Linked DNA regions of Zea mays: region 2 is linked to region 1. The links are chromatin contacts, called in public Hi-C maps. All regions are on one chromosome and are shown on one strand. The core of a region is the stretch at or near the end of the contact, and the rest is flanking DNA. Distances in the headings are between cores, read along the strand shown. Region 1 holds the start of LOC100274836. Region 2 holds the start of LOC103651182 (protein NRT1/ PTR FAMILY 1.1).

What was found. Hi-C and Micro-C count contacts between places; a contact is called where the count stands out from the background.
Region 2: a Hi-C map of bundle sheath shows a contact between it and region 1, with 2.4 times the contacts expected there. The contact joins the promoter of LOC103651182 here to the promoter of LOC100274836 in region 1. A contact is called at or near these places in 2 of 25 Hi-C or Micro-C datasets (bundle sheath and leaf).

The regions. Positions count from the first base shown.
Region 1 is chr3:199,901,157-199,903,856 of Zm-B73-REFERENCE-NAM-5.0, forward strand. LOC100274836 reads left to right here and starts at 1,382. Exons shown (of 2, transcript NM_001291654.2): 1 at 1,382-1,879. The coding sequence starts at 1,461. The coding sequence ends at 1,874. All of the region lies in intron 1 of LOC103651179, which reads right to left.
Region 2 is chr3:200,190,910-200,193,696 of Zm-B73-REFERENCE-NAM-5.0, forward strand. LOC103651182 (protein NRT1/ PTR FAMILY 1.1) reads left to right here and starts at 1,522. Exons shown (of 6, transcript XM_035966409.1): 1 at 1,522-1,623; 2 at 1,769-1,848; 3 at 2,158-2,372; 4 at 2,609-2,787. The coding sequence starts at 1,781.

The sequences.
Region 1 (2,700 bases), core at 132-2,631:
GTGGAGTGCACGCCTGATCCTGTTGCTGCTCAAGGGGTCAGGGTTGCAAGGCTTCCGGAACGGGAGCTGAAGAAAAGAGAACCGGTGTCTGGGCGCCGGAGCGTTTGAGCGCTGAAAAAAATAGAAAATATAAAAGGCAGCGTACATGTTCCCCAAGTTCTTGGCTTCTTGCGTCTAGCTACTGAGCTTCTTCTGCCTCCAATTCTGTCTCTGTTCTTCACATTTGAGTGCTAGTAGATTCCAACAATTGGAGAAGGAATTTCACCTGTAGTCCTCCATGTTCCCCCAAAGAAAGCTGGTGCGTCGCCTGTGATGCAGAATGAGGAGTAGCGAGGATTGACACCCGACGACGAGACGCCGGTGTGGAACCTATCGAGTAGCTCCACGGGCGGACTACGACCCACCCCCAATTGCATCTAGAGCCTTATTCAAAGGCAAACGACGATTCTTGGCCGCCGGGCGTGACGGGGAAGGTGGTCGACCATCCATTCAACTGATCGTGGAAAGGAGCTCCGGTGGAAGGGATGACGAGGCGACGGTGACGACGGACAGAACGAATAAAGTGGATCTCGCGCCGGAGAAAATGGATCAACTGTATGGCGGCGGCGGGAGGGGGGAATGGAACCGGAAAAGTCTGTCGCAGTTCTTGTACGCGGGAACGGTATTGGGCCGCTTCCTTTTGAGTCTCAAATTTGCTACTTAAAAGAATGAGCTCTAAACTGTTAAGATGAATTTTATTAGAATACGGCTCCTGTTGGAGCTATTTTTTTGGAGCCCTAAATTACAAATTGTTTATGAGTTTATAGTTACTATTGGAGACTTGTAGGGTGCGTTTGGTTAGAGAGTCAAATAGAATAGACTGGCTCTATTCCAGTGTTTAAGAATGGAGCCGTTCTATTCCGCGTTTGGCAAAAAGAATAGAGTCATTCCAATTTTTGTTTGGTTGAAGAGTAAAATAGAGTGAAGCCGTTCCGTTTTTGTTTGGTTCGAGAGCCATATAGGTGTAGAGGGAAGAAAAGGAAGGAGAGCGCTCACGTTCGAGAGAGCGCTCGCATTCGATCGTTTTTATGGAACAGGAGCGTTCCAACTACTTATAGTAAATTTTCATATGGAGATCCAGGAGCCGCTCCACTCTTATTTTGTTGAAAACCAAACATTCAAAAAATTGGAATGAAGCTATTATATTCTTCCCCGTTCCTCAACCAAACACACCCGTAGTTGCTCTAACGAGCGTGGGGACGGCCCTACTGCCGGAATTTGATCGGCATGGGCTGGGCCAGCTCTACAAGCCCATTGTGTTGTGACGGCAATGGTCGCGTAGCTTTTGCCGTTTGGTGCGGCCCACGTTCTCGCCCAACAGAAACCCGAGCCCCATCGCCATTTCCAGCGTCTTGTCTCGCTGTACCGGCCGATCTCCCCATTCTCCCCTCTTCGCCGGTCCCACCACCGCGCCGATCCTGATGGCCTCCGCCGCCTCATCGGCCGTCGGCGCTGGCAAATCGCTGTTCCAGGGGCTCCGCAGGTTCCTCAAGAAGCCGTGGGAGATCACAGGCCCCTGCGCCTCTCCCGAGTACCGCAGCGCGCTGCCTGGCGCGCTCGAGTACCGCGTCAAGTGCCCGGCCACCGTGCGCGACGACCGCGACAAGGCCATCGTGCCCACATCCGATCCGGAGACAGTCTACGATATCAAGTACTTCACCCGCGACCGCCGCCGGAGCCGCCCGCCCGTGCGGCGCACCCTACTCCGCAAGCCCGATCTCGAGAGCTACATGGCCACCAAGCAGTTCGACCCCACCAATGACTTCCCCGTACCATACGTCAACACCACCGTCGAGGAGGATGACAACACTGTCGGCGGTGGCTACCAGAAGTGACTCAGGTGAGAGGTGATGTCTCTTAGATCTAGGTGGCAGCTAGGGTTTCATACTTTGCGATTTGATATATTCGGTCTGCAAAACGAGATATTGCTGGCTTGCCACAAAACTTGATGCAGTTATCTGGACATGTTTGAACTTGACTGTGCTTGATGCCTATGTCGTGTATGATACGTGCATTAGCAAACTGGGTAGGCCTGTTATGCAAGCAGGGGTGACAATGGACTCTAAATTTTACACTATAAGATTTAAGGATTGGATCAGATTAGGACCGGACACTATTTCTATTCATTTTTGAACTAAAATTTGTTTAGTGCCCTGCCATTTTGTGAAGAAGCATTTGGATCGCGATCCATTACCACCCTAAGACAAGTTATCATTTTGTCAGAATCAAACACGCCACATAATATTACATGATCAATGCAGTAGTATTTTTTTTGACAGAGGTAATACCCTTCTTTTATAGAACACATTAAGGGCTTGTTTGAGAGCCAAGGGAATGGAGGGAATTGGAGGGGTTAAAATCCCCTTGTTATTCAAAATTGAATAGGAAGGCGATTTTAGCCCCTCTAATCCACTTCATTCCCCTTGCTTCCAAACATGTCCTAAAGGTCTGATACCCAAGGCATTAGTAATTAGATGCTCATGTCTGTATAGTCTGCATTATTGTCTCATGGATGGTTGTTTCTGTGTTTTTGTTTGTAATTTGGTATGTCCATGTTTATTAATGGTGGTAAGTCGAGCTGCAACAATGGGCCCATTTGAGTCCACCAGGCATTTAGGGCGCATGGTGAGGTGACTCCATATGGACATCTTAATACAATAA
Region 2 (2,787 bases), core at 272-2,771, 290 kb after region 1:
CGAACTACAACGTGTCGGTGCCAATTATTTTAGCGTGCACATATTAGAATCTACGCCAGCGTGGACCTGACGTGGCAGCACCTCGACGCCGTGACCCTTGGCGCCGAAGCAGGCACCAAGATTTATGGCCCCTACCTTGGTGCCTTGGATTTTGGCGTCGATGTGTTGCGTGCAGATCAAAGATCCCTTCCTAAATTTCAATAAATTTTATAAGACTCACAAATATTAGTTATTATATTTAATAGAACACTTACCTTTGTTTAGCATATTTACCACGCCTAGACATCCTACAAATCGATAATATGACGAACAAAAATGCTTCTAAAAATGATTTCCAAACCGTAACTCTAACCCTATTAATCGGACATAACAAAAGATGGAAAAAAGGGAGGGAGATTAACTTGATATAGAGGAACAATGGATCCAAGTTGCTGATTTAGCTTGATGTTTGTCGTTTGGAAGAAGAGAAATGAGTAGAAAGAACTGACGATCAAAGTGAAATATTTATAGACACGTACGTCGGTGCCAAGATCTATGGCGCCGAGATCTATGACGCCTAACTCGACGTCAAGGGTGATGGTGCCGAGGTGCTGACACGTTAGGTACACGTTGGTGTCGATTATTACATGTGCACGTCAAAATAATTAGCGTCGATACGTTGTAACTCGGCGCCAATAGTGACAGTGCCGAGCTAAGAATCCATTTTTTAAATGAAACCGGAAATAGCGTATTTCTGAAAATAAAAATAAAAATGGCTAAATTGCAAAAAAAAAACGGCAACTCGTAGCCGTCTGTCACATGCTATGAGCTCTTCTGAGCTAACGCCATAGAAAACTTGCAAGAAACAGACAGGAGCAGCTGTGAGTGGGATGAACAAACAAAGCACTTCTATTCTGCTTCCTTCTCTGCTGCTGTTAGCAGTTCACAGGCACTGCATTGTGTGAGACGGCAGCAGCCCCGTGATCCTTTTGCGCGATTTCCTGGGGGTGGGTGGGGGAATTGCCCCCACGAAACGGCCGTCCGTTTCTGCTGACGTCGCTCGGTCACTGCGACGCAAACGCGCGCAACCGTAGCCGATCCAAAAGATCGACGAGGAGAAACAGGGCACGGAACCGAGTGCGGTACACGTCACTGTGCAAACGCATGCATGCGTGTGTTGTATGCCCCGGCGTGTGAGAGTTAAACCCGGGCCGGACACCTGCTGCCGAGGCTTTTTCTCTGCAGGCTCCCAAGATGGAATCGGAGGCGTGGTCGGAGTGAAAAGGCAAGGTGTGGAGTCAGAGCCTTACCACATATGGTGGCCGGCTGGTTTTTTCTTCTTCTTCCTTTTTAATAAAAATGGTGTATAAAGTGTGGGGGAACTGTCTTCTTATTGGTTTGATGAAGTGTGTTGGTTCAGGTCTCTTCTTGGTCGTGCGTGCCAAAGTGTTGATGAAGTGGGTCAAAAAAGTGTACACAAGCAGCTAACTGAATTTATTCTACTTATAAATAAAGACTATGAATCCCATTGTTCCATGCTTCAAGTCGCTGCATTGTTACCCAACTATGATGTTGATGCAAGTACATGGACGGCTCGTTCGTCTCTCTCCCTCTCTGCACCGATCGCCCCCCATCCATACATAGGTGCGGTACTGCGCTGTAGCATGATGCACATGTGGGCACAAGCTAGCTAATAAGGACGGTCACTAGTGATGACGAACCATGCCAAATGTGGGGTGCTTGCGACTAACAGCCTCCTTTTTTTGTTGATCTTCTCCGTACTCGAAAGCGAACGGAAGCGATGATGGCGATGTCATGTGGGCCGGACGAAACAGAAAAGCCTGGACGCGATAGCGCGCTACTACTAAGGTCCAGAGCTAAGTTTGAAATGTCTTAAAACAACTATAGTATTTGCAATACTTCAGTTTTGAAAACAGAGATTTTACCCAGCTTGTCAAACACCATTATGTATATAATACTGCAGTATTTGAGAATACTGCAGTATTCTTCCAAAACTGCAGAAAAACTTTGTTCCCAAACACCCCCTAAAATGTATTTGTCGCTGGGCGCTGGATGCTTATTACCTCACGTACGTCTTTACCTAGACGGGAGCTACTAGCTGTCGGCCTTGTGTTGTGACCTACCTACCGTCTACCGGTGGTGAATCTATTTATTTAGAGGAGCGTGGTTCCGGCGGGGCGCGGCCTGGCTGTGCTCAGTACAGGTGCAGTGGTGGTGCTCCGATCGATCCTCCCGCCGGCCAGCATTTGCGTTTGGTTCGGGCTGCACCGCCGACATGGAGCGCTCTCTTGCTACCGGGACGACTGAATCGCCACAAGAGGAGTGCTTCAAGGGCAACAAGGGCGGGTTCAGAGCCCTCCCCTTCATCTTCTGTGAGTTCCGCCCTCGATCTCATCTTACTGGTCATATGGCAAGTAAAACGTTCTTCGTTCATTGCGTTCTCTACAAGCAAGTCTGTACTTGCCAGTACGTATAGCATGGGATCTTCAAGTAGTTCATCTTATGAATTCTCACTGGACTTAATGCCCAAAGAATTCTCAACCACCTCGCTTCCCTTCGACTTTTAATGGGCAATAACTCATTCGTTCGGTGTTTTTTGGATGCCTAGCAAATGAGATGCTGGAGAAAGTTGCTGGATTCGGGCTCAACACCAACATGATCACGTACCTGACCGACAAGTACCACCTCAGCACCGTCAGCTCCCAGACGATGCTGTTCGTGTGGAGCGCGATCTCCAACTTCACGCCCATCCCCGGCGCCGTCCTCGCCGACATGTACCTCGGCCGG